2 separate regions of the Mus musculus genome follow, and region 1 is linked to region 2. Evidence: chromatin contacts called from public Hi-C data. All regions are on one chromosome and are shown on one strand. The core of a region is the stretch at or near the end of the contact, and the rest is flanking DNA. Distances in the headings are between cores, read along the strand shown.

What was found. A called contact is a pair of places that touch in the nucleus more often than the background predicts.
Region 1: a contact with region 2 is called in a Hi-C map of cortical neurons, with 3 times the contacts expected there. The contact joins the enhancer-like site here to the promoter of Gemin8 in region 2. A contact is called at or near these places in 2 of 39 promoter capture datasets (Sertoli cells and hippocampal neurons), 12 of 484 Hi-C or Micro-C datasets (B cells, Sertoli cells, T follicular helper cells and 8 more) and 5 of 115 datasets of contacts at active chromatin or transcription factors (CD8 T cells, Th17 cells, embryonic fibroblasts and 2 more).

The regions. Positions count from the first base shown.
Region 1 is chrX:166,214,577-166,219,824 of GRCm38.p6, forward strand. No RefSeq gene overlaps it. Among named protein-coding and RNA genes, the nearest start is that of Gemin8, 47 kb to the left of the region's middle. Within about 2 kb of position 2,270, at least 6 of the 459 cell types and tissues checked have an H3K27ac peak or open chromatin away from gene starts, as enhancers often do. A contact at or near this core is called in cortical neurons, where this site is marked.
Region 2 is chrX:166,168,260-166,173,667 of GRCm38.p6, forward strand. It overlaps Gemin8 (gem nuclear organelle associated protein 8), which reads left to right and starts at 2,195. Exons shown (of 4, transcript NM_146238.4): 1 at 2,195-2,291.

The sequences.
Region 1 (5,248 bases), core at 1,020-3,519, 46 kb after region 2:
AGCTTCCTTTTAAAAATAGGGTGGGTTCTTTTTATACTAAGAAAGTGCTGGAATTTCGCACATCATATGCATGGCAGAGAGTGAAAACTAAGATTCTGAGTATGAAAGAGTCATTAGTGCCTTTAGAGCAAAGCTTCAGTTAAATTGTGATGCAGCTTGCAGATCATATGAAAGTAGGCATAGAAGCAGTCATGACTAAATATATGTGGTTGCTAAGATACTAAGCTGGAGACTAGGAATTAACTTTTCACACCTTCTCCTCCAGTGAGTCATTTCAGGACTAGCCGTCTCTTTTTGTTAAATGGTATAGCATGGAAACATTTGGGACAAATTGGTATTTGGCCAGAAGGGAAAGAATTGCACAAAATGAGGACAAGATAAGAAATAGGAAGACATGAGTTCTGAAACAATGTGTTGCTCTGTGACTCCATGTCTATTCGTCACTTAATCCTCTGAGTCAAGTAAAGTAGGAATCTAACTCACAGAGCTTTTGTGAAGAGCACATACACGCTAATAAGTGACAAAGTGGTCTCAGATTTTATGACTGCTTTGATCTTGGGCCCTCAGCTTTGAATACTCATTCATAAAGAGGGCCTTGAACGCCTCTGCAAAAATTTGGTCTTGTATTCAGTTGTAGCAGATTCAACCGTCTACTTCTGGGAGAATATACTTACAGGGGTGTGTGTGGGTGTATTGATTAAGGTCCGAGCCTTCCAGTTAGGCTGGCATTTCCTCAAGAACAACAGTTGTATTTCATTTGCATACATGATAAACTAGCTACAGCCCCTGGCAAGAAAAAACAGGCTCATTCCCCCCTGCTTAGTGTTGAATCTCAGTTATGAGAGAATGAGAAGGGGTCTAACAGGAATTTATTTGTTGCTTCTGAGCATCCTGTCACCCATCTTGTGTTGCCATCCCTCCTGGATTACCAGTAAAGCCAACCTTTGCGTCTCTGGTCCTAGCAAGCCATCTCTTCTAAACATTCTCTGACCCCAGAGACTCTTGTCAGCATCCATCACACCTCAATCCAACTCATTCCATGGGTGCTACAATATTCTTTTTCCTGGCAGACTAGCCATACTCTATCAGCCTGTTCTGATGTCTCCTCCCTTGGACCAATGCTGGATTCTATCACCAGCTTCAAATGTGGACTCTGAGTAAAGAAATGGATGACAGGTTTGGGAGTGTATCTTGGTTCATAGGGCATCAGAGTGCTTACCCAGGATATACAAACCCTGGGTTCCACCCCAGCACGGTAAAAAACAAGGGTAGTGGTGGTACTTGCCTATAAACCCAGCACTCAGGAAGTGGATGCAGAATAATCAGAAGTTCAATTTACCCTCAGCTACTTATCAATTTTAAGAACAGCCTGAACTATTTGAGACACAAGACTGTGTCATATGGTGTGTGTGTGTGTGTGTGTGGTGTACATTTTTCAAGTCTCAGGTCATAGTAGGAAACAAACAAATACCAAGTAAAAATGAAGCCATGCTGTGTATCACTTCCTGAAACAAACAGTTTTAAACCAGTCTAACTACATAAATACGTAATTATCTACTAACTGCTTTTATGCAAACTGATATCTAATATTCCCTCAGTAACTGCAAATATGAAGAATAGAATAACAACTTGAGGTTAGTGAGGGCCAACATTACATGCTAATTGTGGTGAGGTCTTGTATTTAAATAGAAAAGCTGAACATGTTTTAAAATGTGGCCTTCCTAAATTTGCTACTGGAAACCTAATTTGATGGTTCTCTGGCATCTGGTGATTCTAGATAGCAGCATACTCTCTAATAAATTCGATGCCTGTGAACCGCCCCCAGAGATTCCAGTATAATCGATCTGGGCAGGCTGTGTGTACATTTTAAATGTTCCCCAGGGGACTGTATATGCAGCCAGGACTGAGAACCAATGCTCTGAAGTGTCTGAGCTTGTGACGCCGGATCTTCTAATTAAACCACAATGGGCTTCCAGGACATGAACATAAAACATCTTACTCATGCTCTCTCCCTCTTGAATGCCCTCACTTTCTTGCATTCTTATTTACCCAATAAATCGCTCTGAGACTTTCTTCTCATACTGCTCTTCTTCTATGCAGTACAAACCCAATATCTGATGGTTCGAATTGCAATAAGCTGGCATCTTTAAAGCCCAGACCATGGCAATAGAGAAACTATGGCCTACAAAAAAAAGGATGAGGTAATGCAGATGGCCTTCTACTTGGGCTTGTGTTACGTGGGTGGCTTTATGGAAGAGAGGGCACGGGAGAAGCCTGGAGAAAACATTGGCATATGGGGCTTTGACAAACCTTCGTGAAACTTCACACTTGGAATAAGGCATAGCCAGGGCGGGATTCCATCTGACGCCCCCGCAGTAGATGCCATGTGGCCAGGAAGAGGAGAAGATTCTAAACCAGGCACTTCCCCTTTTTTTCTTCTAAGTCTCGGGCTCCTTCGGAACTATGATGCTTGGGGTAGAAGATATATTACATTGTATCACAGAATCTGTAACACCAAAGGCCCTTTACTGCAAAGAACCTCAGCCTGCATGAAATGGTGCTGAGACTGAAGGAGAGTTCTCAGAAGGCTGGGTTCATCTTTCCATGGACCTCATCCCATCCTCTTTCAGAAAGATGGTTGCTGAGCAGAAATCTAGGCTACATAGAAAAATTCTCTAGAGGGCCTCAACACTTCAGTAAACCACAGGAGGCTGTGATTTACCTTTTGCCAACTTCAGAAATGGCTAACCTCAAGACTCACAGGCCTTGAGATTTTGGCTATTGTCCTTCTTATCAGTATGAGTTGTGAACCACAAAAACATAAGAGACAAAATTGTAGTGACATGGGTACATCTCTTCTACCATGTTGCTCCAAAGAGGGAGAGTGCCTTTCATGACCAAGAGGTCATAAAAGACTTTGGGCTGCAGGCTCCCTGGCAGCCACCTAGCTGGGCTCTTTTCCAAGGTCCCTAAACTAATCGTCTCCTTGGCAACCAGCATCAATGAAGGATTCTGATGGGCATAACTGCTAGAGGGCCTGAACCAGACCAATTTCTCAGAGAATTGTGTTCTCACAGGAGTAGATTCAACTGGTACTCTGCTTGAATTTGATCGTTCCAGGCAGGGTTTCAACTCTCATGAAGATGAAAGAAGTGAAAATCCAGGCAGACAGGGACACTTTTCACAAAACAGCAAAATTGTAATGTGTCTTTTATCTCAGTGCCCTTGTTCCATTTCCTCCCATTACTATGTTTTCATTGTCGTTGCTGTATCATGTAACCAAGTTTTATGGTAAAAGAGAGTGCCGGCCTACCCCATGGCTCTGTCAGTGGGTAAAGGTACCTGCTGCCCATCTTGACCACCTGACTTTGAGCCCAGACCCCTGCAAGTTGTTTTCTGACCTCCAAACCCTCACAGTGGCCACCAGACACCACCCTCCCACAACACAAGAGAAGTAAATGTCATTTAAATAATGTTGAGTGTTATCTTTAATGCCCATATAAATGGAGGAACTAGTCCTAAGATATCTGCTAGAAGGATCTGGAAGTAAGTTCATGGAAACTGCCCAAGGGCAGATGTTTGCCTTCCTGTCCTACTCAACATCAGCTGATTCTCACAGATACATTTAATGAAAATCTAACGGACTAGATACATTTCTTACTAATGCTGGAACATGCCATTCTGCCTATAGATAACAAGTCTTTTCATTCTAATTCTGGGACAACCTGATTCAAACTGGCTGATGGGAGGAGAGGACACCAGAGCCCCAGGAGAGGCTTCTGGACACTCATACTCACTTCTGAGTTTGACATGTCCCCAGCTTGCTAGCTCCTGATTCTTGTCATATCATCAGAGTTTGGATTTAATCATCCACCAGAAATAAAGCAAGCCATTCTCCAGGGCAGGAGGCTGTGGGGATTTAGCAGCGCTGCCATGAGCTTTTAAAAACCTGTGAGACTGAGCAGTTCGAAGTTTTCTTTCTGTCTGAGTCTGAATTGAATTCTAGGTGTATGGCCTATTGAATCCTACATGAAACCGATTGGTAGACATTGCTAAGTGCAGTAACAATTCCTCCTTAGGACACACGCTTTCCTATACATAAAAATCCCACCCACCTCTCTGGCAGGAAGGCAAGACCCTCAGGATCTACCTTTGATCCTTCCTCAGTTGTACTACTTTCAACACTTCTCTCAACTAGCTTGCCTCCCCCCTTCCTATCTCCTTCCCCTCCTCCTTATGCCTCCCTCTCTCTTTCATTTAAAGTAAACCAGTTCCTTCATGCTCATGCTAAATCTAAATTTTTGTCTGCATCTATTTATTTTACCCCCGAGACAGGGACTCATGTATCCAGCCTTGCTATGGAGCTAGGAATGACCTTGAGCTACCCCTCCTAAGTGCTGAAATCATGTGTGTGCATCACCACACCCTATTTATGTAGTGCTGGGGCTGGAACCAGGGCTCATAAGCATGCTAGGCAAGCCTCTACCAACTGAGCTACACTCCTAGCTCATGTACAAGCTATTTCAAAACCTTCCCAACATCTAAAATGCAGGCTGAATCCAAATGTCCAAAAGTCATTCCACCAAGTATTTTTAAATGAAATAAATAAAGGACTCAGGTATAGCTCAATGGGAATATGAGTTTAGAAGTCACAAAGCCTAGTTTGAGCTGCAGTGCCCTAGCTCCCCCTGCTCCCACCCAAGAATATGAAGAAATGATACACACACACACACACACACACACACACACACACACACACACACATACAAATTCAGGACAGCTTTGTTTTAGCCCCACGATCACCATCTTTTCCTCTTCTTTTAGTGGGAAGGATAGAAATCTTGAAAAGGAAAAATGGGCAGAAATAGAAAGCAGAGACACAGGAAGGAAAAAAGAGAAGAGGAAGAGCCAAATAGCATACTGACAGACGCTGCAGCCCCCAAGCCTGCTGTTCTCTAATTCTGCCAGTAGCCCCGAGAGCCTTGACAAAACACAGCCCAATGAGATCCTGAGAACCCACCGGGTAGCAGCTCCCATTCCCAGAGATCCCAACCCAACTCACTCCAGCCAACATTTCCTGAAGCTCTTTCTCATCGAAAATAAGTGGCAACCTTGGACCTTGCAGGGAGATAGGGGAGACAAATTGTTTCTAAAGAAACAATTTCAGGAAGTGGAGAATGTAGTCCAAGACTGAATGATAGAGGCAAGAGACCTTGGAGAACAAAAAGCCCTGTGTGGGCTGAGGGAG
Region 2 (5,408 bases), core at 945-3,444:
CCTTTTATCCTCCCACTGAGCTGGGGTAGGGGGGAAGGGGCTGGGGGAAGGTGCCATGATAAGTCAACTTGGACTAAGCTCTCAGAAACAGGAAGGCAAGATGGGTAAAGTTAAAAGACAGGTAGAGGGCAAGTTTCTCATCCCATGGAGTTGCCATATTCCTCTGGGCTTCCCACACTCACAACTGTGAGAACGAAACCCACTTCTCACCACTCTGAATGGCTTATCTGGATCTGCACAAGAGGAGCCAAAGCACTAGTAATATTCTAGCTAGCAATATAACATACACACAGACTCTGTGTATGTGCATGCAGACACTTGGTATTTCCAGAACTGCTCCATTTGAAATACATTTTCTATAAGCCCATCATGTTCTGCCTTTTCTGCAAGTATGTGACCGCTTTCTCATATCACTCTCTTTTCTTTCCTGCTCTTCTTCCCACAGGCTCCAAATGACTTGCCTGCTTCCCAGAAGATAGTCACAGTCCTACAAACACACACAGCCCTTTCTCGTTTCTTGCCTAAAGTTAACTGCCTGTGTGTGTGTGTGTGTGTGTGTGTGTGTGTGTGTGTGTGTGTTGTCCCTTTCTGCAATATATTCATCATATAAATTTACTACAATATGTCAGGTATGGTAATGAATATTCTCGCACCTGGGAAATAGGAGTTCTGCACGGGCTACATGAGACTCTTTCTAAACAAACAAATGAAAAACATAATTACACTTGCATTGACTGTCTATGATCTCTACCCAACCAATTGTCAATTTTGTGAAGTAAAAAAACTGTGTTTACCAGTGTATATTCACTAAGTAAAATATTACTCTCCTTTAGAATTATAATTTATGCCACATATATAATTTCATGTTCTATTGAACAGATTAATAAATATGTACATATTATTAAAATATGTACATAAATATTAAAATATGTACATGGAATTCATTTTACTCTTCATTTAAGGTAAATTCTCCTTCCCTAAGGCAAGGATTTTTTTTTTCCTCAAACAGCTTCATGCATCCCAGGTTGACCTCAGATTCACTGTGTAGCCACAACAACCTTGCTTCCATGCCCAGAATTCTAGGATTACAGATGCGCCAATATGCCCAGATGTGAGATGTTATAAAGGAATGATCCAGCGCATCATTCATGCTGGACAAACATTCTATCAATGAAGCTACACCACTGCCAGGTTAAGATTGCTTAAAATGTGAGTTAGTTAAGGCAGGCTTGTTGATACGCGTGCCTGTAATCCCAACAGTCAAGAGACCGGTGGATCTCTGGGAATTCAAACCAGCCAGGGCAAGATGATGACCTTCGACCCAGCTGAAAGTGAGACAGTGTCAACAACAACTAGACAGTTCACGTATTTTTTTTTCAATATTAACTCTTTAAAATGTACTGTGGAATTTAGTTAAGCACATCGAAAATTCTCACATTTAAGTACCTCAAAATCACGTGTGCCTTGAAGCTACAAGACACTGCAGATACTTAGCATATAGTAGACATCTGGTATATGTTTGCTAAATATTCTTTTATACTACTTTGATTCACCAATATTACAGGAATGATAAGGTAATAATGTCCCACTACTGACATTGCCTAATTATCTTAGCCTTTGGCATTTAAATTGTTTCCTATTTTCACTTTTTGGAATAACCATGCATCTGGTCCAAATCTGGTTTTCCTAGTAATAAATTCCTGCAAAATATGGCACATTTTGCCAAATAAGCCCACTTGGCCTTCTAGTAGTTCATCTTTGGTTACTAAGGACTCTTGTGCAACTCTAGAAGGGCATGTACTGCTGACGATTATAATGACAGAAACACTAGGTACAAATTAAGGTTCATAAATGTCAAGCTGACACAGATCTGAGTGAATCTGTATTTTCAAAACAATTTCTCACCTTCCATTTTAGTTAAGAAAGTGAAAAGAAAGTAAAAGCTAAAGAAGAAATAATAATAATAATAACCGAAAGCTGAGGGTGCAATTCAGTTCTGATCCCCTAGTGCCCAATAGCTAGCTGCCGGGACCGCCCAAACAAACGAATTCGCTTCCTGTGCCGCCCTTGACTCTGTGTAGCCACTGACACGACGTTACGTCACGGATAAGGCGGGACTTCCGTCTTTCAAGCCCCGTACCGGAAGCGAGCTCCTTGTTGCCCAGGCAACCCGAGCCTCCCGCTCTCCTTGTGTCACTCCCCCACTTCTCCCGCCCCTTCCTCCTCCCCACCACCAGAGCTAGGTCCGTTGTTGCCCACCGCCCGAGATCTGCCAGCTGCGTGCCCACGAGGTGACTTCGGGGGCTGATGGGTTGCTTTTGGGGAGTAAGGGAATAGCGTGGCGGACTCCTGAAGCTTGGAGTACTGGCTTGGCGCTCATGCTGTGGCTTTAATTACCATCACCCGGCAGCACGAGGAGGTTGCCTAGACCCGTGAGAGTCCCAACCCCTGACAGACTGTTAAAACTAGTTCTAATTTATGCTCTCAAGCCCTATGTGCTTCCTAATCCTTGGGTGCCTGCTGAGAATTCTGTTCCCAGGCCCCCACCTCAGACTATTCCAGTTCAGATCTTGAGAAGTGAGGCTCAAGCATGGGAAGGTTTGGGGTTTTTGTTTGTTTTGTTTTGTTTTAACTCACAGTGTAATTCAAACGTGCTGTGGATCACAATGTTGCAGGAAGTCTGTCAGGACACGTTTCTGCAGAGATGTCTAAGCTACTGGCTCATTTACAAAAACAAAACAACAAAAACCTGAGTTTCTCCCCCGCCCCCCTTGCAACTTTTGAGTTCTGTAGGTCAGAATTCTTAGTTGATGTTATCTTAAGAACATTTGACAGTTGCTGTGGGTAGCCAGAGTTCTGAACCATTTTCCCTTTTTTTTTCTGAAATGATTGTTACAAACTCGTTGCACAAATTAGGCTCTGGACTCCACTGTTGTTGGGGTTTTTATTTGCTTGGGGGGGGTTGTTTGTTGGTTTTTGTTTTGTTGTTGTTTTTTAACTAAAAGCCAGAACATTACTCAAAATCTTAAGACTAAAAGTTACAGACACAAAGCCTCTATGAATTGTGAGATTGTGATACTGTTTGAAAGTACAATTTATGCTAGCATGATTCGTCAAGATAACAGTGTCTTTGGGATGGCAGTGGAAAGAGAAACCATGTGTATATGCTTTGGGTAAATCTAACACGTGCAAGTTCACAGTAAAGTGTATGATCCCTTCTGTTGACTGCTGGGCTGGGGGGAAAAATCAACCCAAGTTGCAGAGAGGCAGGCGTTTCCATCGTGAAACTGTTTTACAGATGGCAGAGGCTTATTGGTGTTTCTTCAAGTCCAGCGTTTAAGGAGAAGTTAAGATAAGAAGGATGGCAGGAAATTAAACATAGCTAGAGGTTAGATAAGAGTTCTCAAGCACACTATAGAACTCTCAGAATTACTTCTTTATGTTGGGAAATCCACTCATAAAGCACTTGGACAATCAGATGCAGACTGTAACATTTAAGGCCAGATGAACTGGAAATATATTAATATATTTAGACATTTGGAACTTCTTACTGATTGTTGTTTTTAGTTACTGCCCCTTAATAATTTGGGGGAGCACGGGTAGGAGAGAATATTATCAGGATATAACAGACAATCTCAACAATTCCAGTAGCCCCCAAAGGCAGGAGATTATACCTGTTATTTTCTCTGGTGGAAGAAAAATGGGACCTCTAAAAGGAATAAAGTATAGCATCTATCCCTCCAAATAAGTGCCCGGAGCAAGTACAGTATGCAGAAAAGAATTTAGCATAGAATTATCAGAAATATGTTTATAGAAAGTAATTTAAAATAATTCACTGGAAAGATAAAAGTGGTCTTAACTACCCAAATTACTCAAGATTTTTGCTGCTGTGCCAGCAATTGAGTGTGTGCTGTGTTTGGCCCTGACTTTTTTATGGTCACACTCAGATATGCTGTATGAAACACATGCCTGAAATGAGACGAACACCATCTGTTTCTTCTTTTGAACCAGATTATCACTGTCGTCATCCTCTGTTGTCCTGGTTTTTTTCAGTTCTCCCCGTTACCTGTGGTGTTTCTGAGTCAGAGTATCTTGCTCTTTCTTGGGCTTCTAGTTGATTTCTGATCGACACTAGCCACATAAAGGATTCTGCAGGATTGCAAAGTAAACCATTCACAAATCTTTATCACCCTTGCTGATAAATTAAACAGTGCCTTTCCATGAGTGGTATGTGATTTGGGCAGGGGAGGTGGCAAGAATTGTTAACTATACCCTTTCAGTCTCCTCCCACCCCGCCCCATGCCTGCCTTGGAACAGCACTTAATGCAACACCCAGGCAAGCATAAACTGGAGCCTCGGCTTGAGAAAGTGAACGGGGTTAAATAATACTTACTTGTCTCCCTCCATCTTCAGCTCTGAAGGTGGCTGTTAGAGATGGAAACACAGTCGGCTGCTATATGCTTGTAAGCAGGCCCTGTGTCCAGCTGAAGATGGAGTTTGGGGAGCTGGCAAGGTAGCCCAGTGGGTAAAGGCACTTGTCACCAAACCTGACACATGCACACAATAAACCAATGTTCTTGTTTTAAAAGTGGAGCTTGGACTCGTTCTCTGGTGGAAGTAGGCCATTTGGACTCATGCCATCTTTGATGTCTACATGACTAAGTAGGGACCATACAAAGCCATAGGAAAAAAAAATCCATGAGAGTGTCAAGCCTGATACGTTCAACCAAGTACAACAGCCAGCTAGGGGTGGTGGCATGGGGACAGCAAGAGTAGGAGGGTAGGAAACAAGAGTGTCAGAAGTCCCTGTTTTTATCATTTTTCTCATTGAGTGAACTACTGGTATTTATACAATTGACAGGCATCTCTAATGGGCTGGCATTGCATGTTCAGGAAGATTTCTTACTATCACACGTGAACTTGTGTTACTCAAGGCACCTTCATTTACTTCGTTTTAGTCCTCAGCATACTGCTTTGTAGCAGGCAGTGTGTTCTCATGGTCTTCATTGCACCCCCAGACTGTCAGTCTGGCTCAAAGCCAAATCAATGGGGCCCTCAACAGAAAAAAAAAAATTGACCCTCCAGGCTGTAGACACAAAGACTAATAATATAATAATTTCTTTTGAATATCTTCCTTTGCAAAAGTAAAAGCAAATGACCTTTCATGTATTTAATTTTCAAAATTGTATAAAGGAAGATGAAGCAGAAAGGAAATTGGTGTTATAGAATATACATTATCGTTCTGAGGAGGACTTGTGGTTCTATTTTACTTTCTGGTTGCGATGACACGTCCTACATCCTATAATTATAAGATTATAAATATTCAAGAAAAAAAGAAATGGTATACAAATATGCAATGAAAAGAATAAATATGAGATACCACTGCCTTTCAACAAAGCATTATCATA